2 separate regions of the Gossypium hirsutum genome follow, and region 2 is linked to region 1. A link is a contact called in public Hi-C data. All regions are on one chromosome and are shown on one strand. The core of a region is the stretch at or near the end of the contact, and the rest is flanking DNA. Distances in the headings are between cores, read along the strand shown.

Evidence for each region. A called contact is a pair of places that touch in the nucleus more often than the background predicts.
Region 2: a contact with region 1 is called in a Hi-C map of leaf, with 4 times the contacts expected there. The contact joins the promoter of LOC121228175 here to the promoter of LOC107916977 in region 1. A contact is called at or near these places in 8 of 34 Hi-C or Micro-C datasets (hypocotyl and leaf).

What each region holds. Positions count from the first base shown.
Region 1 is chrA01:33,063,117-33,066,757 of Gossypium_hirsutum_v2.1, forward strand. It overlaps LOC107916977, which reads right to left and starts at 2,048. Exons shown (of 3, transcript XM_016846364.2): 1 at 1,686-2,048; 2 at 1,139-1,543; 3 at 609-1,059. The coding sequence starts at 1,733. The coding sequence ends at 859. It overlaps TRNAA-AGC (transfer RNA alanine (anticodon AGC)), which reads right to left and starts at 1,970; the gene lies at 1,898-1,970. It overlaps LOC107917916 (CSC1-like protein At1g10090), which reads left to right. Exons shown (of 13, transcript XM_016847332.2): 13 at 13-315. The coding sequence ends at 41.
Region 2 is chrA01:33,347,586-33,351,226 of Gossypium_hirsutum_v2.1, forward strand. It overlaps LOC121228175, which reads left to right and starts at 1,809. Exons shown (of 2, transcript XM_041111429.1): 1 at 1,809-1,925. LOC107917116 (a long non-coding RNA gene) reads right to left here. Exons shown (of 2, transcript XR_005925708.1): 1 at 3,623-3,641; 2 at 2,351-3,101.

The DNA of each region.
Region 1 (3,641 bases), core at 798-3,297:
CTGTACTTGTAGATTTGAACGAAATCAAATTGTTAAGTTAAAATGAATAGTGGGTCGTTCATCAGAAGGGGAAGGAATAGTATATGAACCGAATTGGTTCATAGAAACATCCGTTTAAGGCTCTGTTAATGGTGGCAGTGGGATATAGGGAATAGTACACAAGGTGACTGTTTTTGCTCCACAAAAACCATACAAATTTAGTTACTTTGCCATTTTAATTCTCACACTTAATGGGGGCAAAGCCCTTTGATATGCATCCATACTCCAACATTGTATAGTTTAAAAGGAAAGTGTTTATATCCTGTTTGATGTGCATGCTTCAAAATCCACTGTTACACAATTCGAATTTTAAATTGTAAATATCTATTGGATTTAACAATAAAAAAAACATCAATACATTAAAATCAAAATATTTGACTGAGTAGATAGAAGATTATTAAATTTAGTGTGATAAGGTTGAATTTAATAATGTGCAAATATTTTATTTTGTCATGATTTCATCTCTTCAAGATTTCACTCTATAAAAATGCAAGAGACAACAGAAAACAGTACGAAACTTGAAACTTAATAAAATACGACTCAAACAATACATAAACGAATAAATGGCGTTGGCAGAGCTGAAATGTGTTTGATAAAATTTATCATAAATATGCTTAAAAACGTATGAGATGGCACTGCTAACCAATTTCTTACCCATCTACGTTACAGCATACTAAGAATATTTGAATCCGTAACAAGGTGAACAGATTTCATCTACTAATTCCTTTGCTCAATTAACTGCTAATGTGTGAGTGACATGAGTTTACAGAGATATAATCAAGCAACATCACCCCCGAATAAAGTCAACTTTCTGCTGATTTAAGGTGTTGATCCATCTTCCATGGATCCATTTTCTGCCAGCAAACTTCTCCATTGCCACAGAACTTGCATCAACCCACCATTCGCAACATGCAAAAGGAACACCCTTGTTCCTATTCCAAACCATGTGCACACCAACTTGATAACAACAAACAACCCACCCATCCATAACACCTGCCATTTCATTTCCAATTCCTTCCCCTGTTCAAACATAAAAAAGCCTCAAAATTTACAACACACCCACAAGCACAAACTAGTTAAAGAACAGAGTATATATTACCTCGGAGCTTCGAAATGCTTCTTGGGATGTCTGTTTTAGGAAATCAGACATCAACACTCCCACAATTAGACCAAAGGGTATCATCAATTCTTGGTTTCTAGATATAGCATTTATGAAATCCGACAGACAGCTGGATACAAGAACTGTAACAATAGACAACTTCAATGCCTTGTTTCCCGCAACAAGTAGTTTGTCCAGCAGCAAATTCTCAGCTTCTTTCCAAGGAAATGCTTTTACAGAGTCGGGGCTGTTCTCCCGTAGTCTCTCCTTGATGGTATTGAGTTGTTCCTTCATCTTATTTGGTTCCCAAAACTGCGCCATTGTTACTTTCAAGTGACATTTTGGAGAGAGTCGATGAAAATTATGGAGCTGAGAACAGCAAGGCTGGTGTTCATATTGCTTAACCTGTATGAAGATTCCAATGATTAAGAAGCTTCGATCAAAGAAACAAGAATAGCCATTGAGTTAATTCCGAGTTTTATTTACGTATCTGAAGTTAACTTCAATTACAGAAAAGCAGAGACAATAAGTTGGAAGGAAGGAGTACCTTGATATTTAGAGATGAAGGCAATAGGGAGGAAGTCAAAAGCGCCATCGTTAAAGGAACCACCAGACAGAGGTTTGTTTTGTGTACAGCCTAGGGTTTAGCTTAGCTTAGAAGAGACGACGATTGATTGAAGGGATGGGTTTTTGATCCTCATGGGCTGAATCCCTCTGAACCCAGAAATCTCTGGATCTAATTGTAAAAAATATTAAAAATGGAGATGCGGGGTATCGATCTCCGTACCTCTCGCATGCTAAGCGAGCGCTCTACCACCTGAGCTACATCCCCTCCCATTCAAAGAAACTCAGTATAGTTTCTAAAATTTGTTTTGGTATCTTTGGAAATTGCTTTCATCGAATTTCATGTGCACCATATCATGCTTTTAGTTTGAAGATATTAAGGCAAATATTAACCATCGTAAATGTATTCATGAAATAAGAGTCGGATTGTATTTTAATTCTTTTATTTAAAAAATAAGTAAATTATTTTTTTATATTAATTCAAAAAGTAAATTGATCATTTTTGCTAAAAATTCTATCTATTTGTACTATTAAATAACTATAATAAGACAGTAATATATGACATATGATGTATACACCATAATGACATACATAGACTAATTTTTAACTATAAAAATAGATGAAGTTTTTAATAGAATGATCGATTTATTTTTCATTAATTTACTTTATTTTTTAGTAAAAAGTTCAAAATATAATCAAAATAGTAGGAGCTTCCATGGTACATGATACTTTTAAGAGATAGAGTGAAGTCTCTGACATGATAATCTGCAATATGTAAATAAGGACATATAAGCTTCAGGTTCATATTTTATGTGCATAAAAAACCAGCTTGACCTATGATATAATAATACCTAACACCAAAAGGTTTTATAAATACAACGTCTGTTATTCAAAGAGCTAAACATAATATCATAAAACAGTACTTTTGAGCTACAAAAAGTAGCCCATCACACAAGTTTTCAAACCAGAATTATAATAACTTATCATTCACAAAACTGACCATCACAAACCCACTGCCTTCATCAGCATCGCTTCTTATAACAAGCCGTTGGTGTAAGAGGCCCAATTGCTCCGACCTTGGACATTTTTGCTTTCCGAATACAGCAATAAGGAATTCAGTGTCTTCATATATAGTTCCAAGTTTTCTTTAATCAGCAAGAAATCCACTGCATCCTCCTTGTACTCAAAACATAAGCCCAATTTGTAAAAGTTTGCTTAACCTGTCTATAACATCGGCTTGTCCTGGAGATGACATTCTTTCCGCAATTTCCTTAGTAAAAGAAGAAATGAACTTGATGTTGGTTTTTCGATCCTCGAAGCCTGATCTATCCAGAATAAGTTTTTGAGAATTTTGATCCCAGAGAACCATCTTTTTCTTTACTACTTCCAGTGTTCGACTTTTTCGACAAAGAAGAAGTTGGTAATTGACTTGAATCGATTTATTTGTCTCGAATACGGAGAGGTCTAGTAGAGACTTAGCAGCATTTTGTCTTTCTTTGGCTTTCATGTTCATCATTGGACCAGCATGAAAGGCCAATATAATTTTAATCAGACCCTTCTCAAACAATCCATTTTTAGTATCAACAAGCATCTTTGATAGATGTGTTAAATATGACTCTTATTTTTAGTCAAATTTGAAAAATAATCTTTCAGTTAAACTCTGTTTACTTGTTTTAATCAAATAATGATTAGTTTAGATTATTTTATTATTATTTGAGCTATGAATTTAGCTTATAAATAGGCTCTTTTATAACTTTAGAAATAGACACCCATTAGATATTAGAACTCATAACACAATTAGAGAATTTTGTGTTTACGTTTTGAGGGTTCTTTATTTTCGGGTTTTCGGGGTTTAGTCTTTATCTCCATCTTTTGTACTATTCGTTCTTTTGCTATTATAGTAAAATTATCTTTGCCCGTGGTTTTTTATCCTCTTTGT
Region 2 (3,641 bases), core at 559-3,058, 280 kb after region 1:
TGCATTGTGTATTAAGTTCTATTATATTTATCCAATATAAGCCGTCATATTTTACTCCAACTAAATAGCACCTATCGTTCCGGTTTTGTAATCACTATTACTCAAAAATTTAAAAAGTGAGGCAATGTTCCATTTTTTTGAAAATTCGAGAAGTCATACCCTAACTTATGGAGTTTCAATTTTCTCATTAAATCTAAACAACCGAGCATCCTTCTAAATTTAAAATACCTAACTCTTAAATAAAAATTAAAAGCAAACTCATTCTCGAGGGCTCAAATGTCGCATCCTAACTTACGGGATGTGGCATATTGTTATCGCGGGATGAGTGGGGCTTTGATGTTCGTTTCATTTTAATTCAAACATTTTTAAAATTAACATTAATAAAAAGGGGATTGTATTTTAAAATCTTTTCAAATTTTCAATTTTTGACATTAAGACGTTGATGAATCAATTAGGTACCAATTTTGGGCATAACGAGGGTTCTAATCCTTCCTCGCATGTAACCAACTCCCGAATTCGTTTTCTCGAATTTCATAGATCAAAATCGTTATTTTAGTAAATCAAAATATTTTATTAAAACGACCAAATTACTAGGTGATCCGACCACACCTCAAAAAAAAATCGGTGGCAACTCCTATTTTCGTTTTTAAGTATTAAAGTTGACCCCTTTTAAAAAAATGGTTTTCATAAACACTTTTCAAAGTAATAAAAATAATTATTATATTGATTTATCCAAAGTAGGTGGCCTAAGCCTCTAGGCTAATACATTGCTTTTGAAATACAAAATAAACTAGTTTATTTTAAAAAAAAACCTTAATTATCTAAGATAAATAGTTTAAATTTTAAAAAAAAACTTATTTATCTAAGATACAACCTAAAAAACTAATTTAAATTCAAAATATTTATTTATCTAAGATAAATAAATAAAATAGTTAAAAAAAAGAGACTATTACACACAAAAAATATTTGTCTAATTATTACAAATAGTGTCCAAAACTCAAATATACTTGGATCTCATGTAAAATGTCGTTCCTATCCATACTTGTATCGTTATCCATACTTGTATCGTTCTCCCCTTATTCAAAAAGATTTGTTCTTGAATCTTAGACTTGCTTTAACAAGCAAATTTTTTGTTGTAGGTGGAGTAATGTAATTGAGTTATCCACCATAGATCTTGAATTAAAAAAACATCATTGGACAAATATGAATTATGGTTAGAGAATTCTTATAAACAAAGCTCTAGTCATTTACTTTCTTCTTCATCACGAAATACATGTTCGCTACCATAAATTTTACAAATCTCTTCTTTAACACAATGTCTCTTTAGTAACTTCAACATTAAATTTGGAACAAGATGTTATCTCAACCCTTGTTTGAACAATTACATTTTAGGTCTTTTTCACCACAATATCCACATTTTAGAAATTGCTTATGAAGAACTCATGGAAAAGGCTTCTATCAACTTTTGGTAATTATCCACGTATATCTTCTTTTGTTGGTTAAGAGATTTAGGGCTCTTTTGGTTTGGCTTTTAACGTCAGTGAGGTGCAGTTGGGGTAGCAACCTCACTGATATATTATTTGGTTCAGCAACACAGTGCAGTGAAAGTTGATTTCAACCACACCGCTATGCGGAAAAGGAGCTGGAGGTTTCAGCAGCAATTGAAGGCAGTGGTGTAGTAGGTATTTTTAACATATAAAAATACCCTTGCTTTTATTTATTATTTTACCATTTTATCCTTAAAAGTTAAACTAATTTCTTTCCCAACCTTATTTTTTTTTCAGATTTGGGAAGAAAACAGTCGTTTTGTTTTTTCATATTTGATAACTGAAACAGTGATTGAACCTGGTTTCTCCCCTCTTTTTTGCTTTGTTCTTGGTTGTGGCTACTACAAAACTGAAGTAAGCAAGATCAAGTGTTTCCAGGTATGCCCACTTTCTTCTCTCTTTTTTTCTTGTCTGAATATAAACTGTGTTGAGTTTGCTCAAAATGAGCTACAATGTCATATCTTGTTATTGCTTGTAACTAGTAGCTTGGATCTTCACAATTTTGGGGTTTCCTGAAATCCACGACTTTTTTGGGGTATTATTTGAATAAGACTCTGTTAAAAGTTGAGAAGTTTCAAAAAAATGGGTAAATTGCATGTAATTTGTTCATCTTTGGGAAGTTTTACAGATTTTTGTAAAGATTTTGTGATTTCTAAGTTTCTGTTGAAAGTTGGATAAGGTTAGCCATTTCAATTTGCTTTTGGTTATTGGATGATAGGAAAGGCTAACTTTGGTAGGGTTGACTCATTTTAGTTTTAACCAGAGTGACCATAAATGTTGGGAAATAATGCAAAATTTAGTTCTTGAAAGGAACAAAGAATAATGTACTAATTTATAAACCACCAGCATTGGAGCCTATGGGAAAAAAACAGCAAAGAGATTGAAACAAAATCAATCTAAACCCATTTGTGAAACAAAGAATCTATGGAAAATAACAAAAAGAAAAGCAGAACAAGTAAAAAGAAAAAGAGAACATACCCGTTTTTCTTGCATGGTTTTCTGATATGAGTAGACTATGAACTAATGTATTAGATAATACTTGATGCTTTAAAACCATGATTATAATTCCTACAAACCCTGAAAAAATAACTGTTGACCCAGAAATACCAAAAAAGAACCATAGGGTGGTCCAACTGACCAGTTTCCCATTTGCCATGGAGAGGATTTTAGGGATTAAGGTGTCGACGATGATAATCCCGTAGGTTTGGAGGATAGATTACCTTGTCTTTAAAACCCCTTGAAATTTACCAAACCGAACATACCAAGGTGATGTTTTACAGGTCCCATCAGGTTGTTCAACTATAATTATATCAGCAGCACCACCAAAGGGATGAAATGGACCAGACACAGTATAAACGCCACGAGACATATAGCTACCTAGTCTCCCCACAGCATACATCCTCTTCCCTTTGAAAATTCTAAAGACACACCCAGATCTTCAGTTGAAAATTCAACCATAATTTAAAATCCCAATCCCAAAAGATTGCCTTTTTGTCAATTGGGATTCTTCAAATCTCACTCCAAAAAGTATAGAACTTACAATTCTGCAAATACCTAGATTATAAAACTCAAAACCAATAAATAATTCAAGAACACGATCAATTAAAAAAATGCTTTTTCTTAGCTAAAGAAAAAATAACGCACCAGTTAGAAAGTTACAAAACTGATGAACAGAGCAATAGTGAGACAATAACGTATAAATTTGGGAATTGTTCAACGCTCAGTGAACTCCACAAAAAAGAAACAAGAAAAACATGAATCAAAGCAAACCAAACAAGATTAATAAAAAAAACAGCTGAGAAACTCTGGGTTTTTTTTCTATTTTATAGTATATTTCTCAATTGTAAATTCAAAAAGAAAAAAGAAAAAAAGGGATTTGAATACTTGATTGAACCAATCAAAATAAAAATAAATAAATGGGGAAAAAAGAGGGCAGTTGATAGAATTAAAGCATATTCGTTCTTTTGATCATTAGAATGTATCCAGAAAGAAACAAATTATATCATTAAAAACCCAACAAATAAAAATTTTTAGAAAAATATATATAACAAAAAATTAAAGAAAACGAAATGAACCTGGGAAAGTTCAAAGCTT